Linked DNA regions of Mus musculus: region 1 is linked to region 2. A link is a contact called in public ChIA-PET data. All regions are on one chromosome and are shown on one strand. Each heading gives the region's core, a stretch centred on a gene start, on an enhancer-like site or on the middle of the called end of the contact. The rest is flanking DNA. Distances are from core to core; before and after follow the strand shown.

Region 1 (3,069 bases), core at 265-2,764, 94 kb before region 2:
CTTCCCAGTTAAGTCTTAAGCCCCACCTATAGTAGCTCACCTCCTCTTCTGGGCATGGTCGCCCTTCCTTGCATGTGGACTCAGAGCCAGGCTGGGGCTCTTCTCTCTGTGGGCCACATCTGGTGATGAGCTTGCCTCTGAGAATTTCACAACCCAAGCTTATGAGTGGTTATTTACCTGGGAGGACACGGAGAAAGTGGGACAATGGACACATTTATAAACATTAAAAGGATTTGTGCACGGGTTTTAGAAGGCTTTCCATCGCTGTCCTGCAGGTCACCCTGCACTGTCTACGGCTGTCTACAGTGAACAAGAGAATAGGTGTGAACAATGAAACATTACACTGAGCTTTGACCGCCACTCTACCAAACGCCCAGAGGCAGACATGGGTAAGGAAATTGATTTGTCCATGGTGAGAAATGACGAGAGAAAGAGAGACAGAGAGAGACAGAGAGAGAGTAAGTTCAAGTCTGTCCCCCCAACTTGCTTAGGGCAGTGTTATAATTTATAGAAAAAAAAATGAAACAGAAGTCAGAATGTTCGTATCCTGGCAAGAATAAAGATATTTTTTAAATGAAGCTTTTGTACTTTTCCCTTTGGCTGTCAGACCACGGGAACAGTGAACCCCCAGAATGTAGAATGGCCCCAAGGAGCCAGGCAGTGGTGGCGTACGTCTTTAATCCCAGCACTTGGGAGGCAGAGACAAGTGGATTTCTGAGTTTGAGGCCAGCCTGGTCTACAGAGTGAGTTCCAGGACAGCCAGGGCTACACAGAGAAACCCTGTCTTGAAAAACAAAAACAAAACAACAACAACAAAAAGATTGGCCCCAAGGATCCCGTACTGGAAGAAGATAGGCTGAAACCTGGTGCCATCCAGAGAGACACTTGCCTCTCAGCAGGAGATTTTTATATAATTCTGACAGCTTTTCAACCATCTTGTGTGAGAGATCAGAACTGAGACAATATTGGTGGGACTGCTTAGCAATACATGTTTCTTGCTTTTTATCTGGATCAGGACCCTGAAGATGGATTTGAGAAATGTGATTTAGCTTTTACTCTCAACTTGATATAACGTAGAATCATCTGGGAAGAGTCTGGATGAGGGACCGTCTAGGATCCATACTTTGGATTGGCTTGTAGGCATGTCTGTGGATGGGCCGTGCCTTAATTAAGATAACTTATATAAGAGTTCCCAGTCCACTATGGAAGACATCATTCCCTAGGTAGGGAGTCCCAAACAGTAAAAGAGTACATACATTGAGCTGAGCACAAGCCAGCAAATGAACATGCATGTTTCCGTTTCTTTCTACTTCAGACTATGGACTCTCAATTTCCCCACAACAGAGGACTATGACCTGAAATTGTAAACCGATGCAAACCCTTAAACCGCTTTTCACGGGAGTATTTTGTCACAGAAACAAAAATGAAACTACAGCGGTGAGTCCCTGGCCGTCTCTGCTCCCTTGTTCTGATGTGGTCACACTAAACAAATTTCCATTTTCTGCTTTTCAGCATTCTGTGTCGATCTCATTGGCCTATTGAGGAAGAGTGATACAGACTTGATTCAAGGCTGATGGAGCCCGGGCTCTGACACAAACAACTCTAGTAAAAAGGATGTACGTGTGTGCAGATGATCTGTGAGCCCACATCATCAGAACTGAGAAATAAGTCTCCTGGCACATAGCCCAAGGCTTTTCTAGTTCCGCCAGGCTTACTAATTCTTAGGGTCTAGTTACAGACTGGGGTGGTACGCTGATGGTCTGAGCAATGGGACTCATTTTCCAATGGCCCATCTTTTGTTGACAGGCCTCACTGTGCAGCCGTACCTACCCCGACAATGCTCACAGCTGTCCCTGCTGCAGTACCTGATGCTCATTTCCCCCCACACCAACCTTCAGGGCCATCTTAGTTCAGCACCATCCTGGAGATGGATAAAAGGCACTTCATGACCCTCTCTTCCTGCAACCCGCTAACATGCTAGGGCTACATCTCTGCAAGGAGCATGCTTATGGAATGTTGTGGTTTTTTTTTAAGATTTATTTATTTATTCTATGTAAGTACACTGTAGCTGTCTTCAGACACACCAGAAGAGGGCGTCAGATCTCATTACAGATGGTTGTGAGCCACCATGTGGTTGCTGTGATTTGAACTCAGGACCTCCAGAAAAGCAGTCAGTGCTCTTAACCACTGAGCCATCTCTCTAGCCCGCTTATGGAATGTTTTATTAATTAACTGCCACCCTGTTGCCCAACTGCTGACTGTGAGTCAGGATACTAAGTACAACTGAGGTGTTTTAAAACTTCACCGATGGCACACTGAATAGATAGCTCAGTTGCTTTGATGAAAAGCTGAGCATATGGAACATGTTTGTACTCTCAGCTCTAAAGAGACAAGGACAGACAGATCCCTAGGACTTGCTAGCCTAATCAAGCAAGTTGCAGGTTCTAGTGGGGGTGGGGGGGACACGGTGGACAGCTCCTGAGGAACAACATCCAAGGTTGACTTCTGGTTCTCACACACACAAGGCGCGCTGGTGCACATATACACACATGAGCACGCATCAGAAATAAGATAAAACTCACCACTGGGGCTACAGATGTGGCCTCACGGGTACAGTTCTTGCCTAGCATGTCCAAGGCCCTGGCTTTGATTCCCCGGTACCACACAAACTGGGTGTGTGCACATGCCTGGAATCTCAGCACTCAGGAGGTAGAGGCAGGAGGATCATAAGTTCAAGGTTATCCTTAGCTATGCAGTGAGTTTGAGGCCACTCAAGCTGTATGAAACCGAGCTCAAAACCAAACAATAATAAAGCATACATCCCTACGTCATCAGAGGATTAGTAGGTTATCTGACCAGTTCTGGATCTTGAGATGCTGACAGATCTGTGGCTTAAATTCCCAAAGCCTGAGGGGTGGCATGACCCACTATTCTGGCCAGGGTGCCTTTGGTGGCTGCATATTTCTGCTCAGAAAAGCCTGCAGACCTTGACAGCCCAGAGCAAATATAAACCTGCTGTGGCCGTCCCTGCCTCATCCGCTCTGCTCGTATCTAAAGGTCATCGTACTG
Region 2 (3,292 bases), core at 627-3,126:
ACAGAATTACCATACAAACAACTCAATTATACTACTCCAGGGTATAGACCTGAAGGATTCTAAGTCATCACACCACAGAGATACCTGGACGTGCATTCATTACAAGACTATTCCCCATACCCAAGTCACGGAAGCAAACTAGTGTTCCATTAACCTATGCATGGATGAAGAACATATGTTATAGATACACAGTGGAATTTTATGTAGCCACAAAGACAAAATTATGCTGTTTGCAACAAACTGTTTGGGAAGCTGGAGAGATGGCTGAGCAGCTTGGAGCACTTGCTGTCCTTGCAGAGGACCCTGGTTCACAGACATGGTGACTCACAACCATTTGTAACTCTAGTTCCAGGGTACCCAAGACCCTCTTCTGACATCTGTGGGCACCAGGCATGCACAGGGTACACAGACATCCAGGCGAAAGACTCATACACATGAACTTAAGTAATAATTATTTTAAACTTATGTTGTTATTTGCAAGAAATATGGATACAACCAGAGACCGTTACATTACTGGAGGGGAGGGGGGGGTAGACAGACTGAAAAAGAGAAATATATATGCTTTCTCTCACATGTAGACTTTAGTTTGCAAATAAACTCCATCTTTGTAGCTCTCTTTGTCATTTCTGTCTCTGTGTCTCTACTTTTGTCTCTCACTATATCTCTCTGTGTCTCTGTGTCTCTCCCTGTCTTTGTGTCTCTCCCTGTATTTGTCTATTCTCTCTCTCTCTCTTTCTCTCCATCTCTCTCTCTCTGTGCCTCTCCTTCTGTGTGTGTCCCTCTCTATCTCTTTCTTTCTCTGTTTCTCTGCCTCTTTCTCTGTCTCTCTCTGTCTGTCTCTGCCTCTCTCTGACTCTCTGTTTCTCTGTCTCTTTGTCTTTCTCTGTCTCTCTGTCTCTGTCTCTGTCTCTCTCTCTTTCTCTCTGTTTGTGTACCTAACACATAAATGGTTCATTTAAGCTGTAAATAGAGCCCTGGTGGGTAAATTAGCCTCCATGTCAATCCTGGCCCATCAATGTGCTATCCTCACAGGGATCTCAACAGTCCTAGCTGTTGCTGCTGGAAAACTTGATACCCTGGAGACGAGCCGTAGATGCTTCCTTCTGTTTCCTGTGTGCAAAAGTAATTGAATTAATATGCCTAGTGGACGTGATAGCCAGCTTCTGGAGACATTGAGCAATACAATTCTGGAAGGGACATGAAGGGAAGGTTGCAGCTACCTGGTCTTTGTATGGAAAGAGACAAATTGAGAAGACCAGGGACATGAGAAGCCTATCACATAGGGTTTTGAGACTGAATGTGGGCCACACAGCATCTGGAACAGCCCCTAGGGATGGGAACAGCATTCACGTGATGAGACACAAGGCCGATCTGTTAGGCAAATGAGTGGAAGGTTTGCATACAGCACAGCACTATGTTTTATGAGAGCTGCCTCCATAATACCCTCATTCAGATCAGGCTGAGTTGCTGAATGACATACCACGTGTTTCCTCTCTCTTAGCAGAGAGCCAGCTTAGCACCGAGTTAGTCAACATGAAGCAGGCTGCAGTTCGTGGCTAAACTTTAGAAGGTCCTTTTGTAAGGTCCCTTCCTGACCAGGAAGCTTTCCTAATTCTCCAAACATTTCCATAGAATGGGGGAGGTCATAGGGTGTGGGGCTTCTAGAACTTTCCCACGGTGAGTCCATGCCAGCAGTGCCCACCTGAACCCAGAGTCACATGTGCCCATGCTCCAAGTTCTTGAAAACTGGCTCCATGCAGATTCTCCAGGAGCCCACAGGCTGCCTTGAGGGCAGCTGTCAAATTGAGGCTGATTTACCAAGTGGTTGGAGTAGCTGAGCTGCAAAATGGTAGGTGTGTTGTGGGGTAACCCACAGTATCAACAGCATGGTAAGCGCTAGCAGGAAGGATGAGGGGTGAGTTGTGGGGTAAGAACTGGAGTCGTAGAGAAAGAATTGTTCTAGTAAGATGCGGTGAGGAAGCAGTGTCCAGTGGGGCTGGAAATGGAAGAGATGCACTTCCCAAGATAATCTGCAACTTTTGAAGTTACTGATCATATCGGTCATAGTGATCACCTGGAATAAGGGCAGTCAGAGCCTCTACTCAAAATAGATACATAAACTGAAGGCCAATGGAAAACAGCCTCCCTACAGTTCCTACCCCTTGCTTCTTCACTGTTCTAGTTTGGGTTTCTATTGCTGTAGAGAGACACCATCACCACTGCAACTCTTATAAAAGAAAACAGGTATTTGAGACTGGCTTACAATCTCAGAAGTCAAGTCCATTATCATCACGGCGAGAAGCACAGTGACAGACAGGCAGACATGGTACTAGGGAAGGAGCTAAGAGTTTGACATCTTGATCTGCAGACAGCGTAAGCCACTGTGAGCCACACTGGGTTTAGCATGAGCATCTGAGAAGGGTATTAAAGATCTTTGACAGAATGAAACAGCAGCTCCTGACATCTAAGGCATCTCTTTCATCCCTTGGTAGCTCTCTTATCTCCTTCCCTCCAACCCTGTCCTTAGAAGATCACAGCAGTTTTGTAGTCAGGAAGACCTTGTCCTAGAAGGCAGGCCTGGGAGCAACAGGCCAAGGATCTGGGACAGAGACAGGACTGCTGTCTTCCCACCAGTGGTCCTTGCTCCCACAGAGACCTGAACTCAGGGCTACACACATCCAGCGCTTTCTCCAGACCAGGTATCCAACCCCAACTCTGCTGCCCTGTGGCCTCGGGGGATACAGGTGCAGAGAACAACCAGATCCTAGAGATAAAGGAAATGCCCCTTGCTCCTGTGAAGATGAGATCCTTTTGTGATGACAGAGCAAGGGAAAATGTCACCACCTCAGTGAATAGATAGGACAAGATCCGTCCATCCCCATCACCAGCAACTTCCCCCAGGATCACTACAGGCTTGACTATCTCTATCTCCATACCACCTGGGAGTGTCTATCCACACCACCTGTTGTTTCAAACCTGGGAGCTGAGGGAGGCAGCTGGCCTCACACAGCCTTGTCGCTCAGTTCCCCTTTGTTCAGACTTTGTGATTTCTCTTCTCTCTGGGAGAAGCTACACCTTGCACCTATGCCTGGCTTGCTTCTGCCCTGCTTCCTTCCATCTAACCCTGGGTTGAGGGATCTCTCTCTCAGAAAACCCAGGCATTAGTGTGAGGAAAGAAATGGCAGGCCAGACTCCTCCTGTCCTCTTGAACAGCAGGGCAAAACAAATCTGAATATTATTTCTAGTCTCCTCTGCTTTGCCCACCCCTCACCTCTCCTCAGTGTCATGGAAA

The links. ChIA-PET counts read pairs in DNA pulled down with a chosen protein or histone mark.
Region 1: an RNA polymerase II ChIA-PET map of memory CD8 T cells shows a contact between it and region 2, with 26 read pairs. The contact joins two enhancer-like sites. A contact is called at or near these places in 1 of 39 promoter capture datasets (liver), 2 of 484 Hi-C or Micro-C datasets (both in embryonic stem cells), 2 of 115 datasets of contacts at active chromatin or transcription factors (CD8 T cells and memory CD8 T cells) and 3 of 9 other capture datasets (adipose tissue, liver and pancreatic islet).

The regions. Positions count from the first base shown.
Region 1 is chr9:111,001,861-111,004,929 of GRCm38.p6, reverse strand. It overlaps Gm10030 (predicted gene 10030), which reads right to left. Exons shown (of 7, transcript NR_152179.1): 3 at 41-177. Among named protein-coding and RNA genes, the nearest start is that of Rtp3, 14 kb to the right of the region's middle. Within about 2 kb of position 1,514, at least 20 of the 459 cell types and tissues checked have an H3K27ac peak or open chromatin away from gene starts, as enhancers often do. A contact at or near this core is called in CD8 T cells and memory CD8 T cells, where this site is marked.
Region 2 is chr9:110,907,900-110,911,191 of GRCm38.p6, reverse strand. No RefSeq gene overlaps it. Among named protein-coding and RNA genes, the nearest start is that of Fam240a, 7.4 kb to the left of the region's middle. Within about 2 kb of position 1,876, at least 33 of the 459 cell types and tissues checked have an H3K27ac peak or open chromatin away from gene starts, as enhancers often do. A contact at or near this core is called in CD8 T cells and memory CD8 T cells, where this site is marked.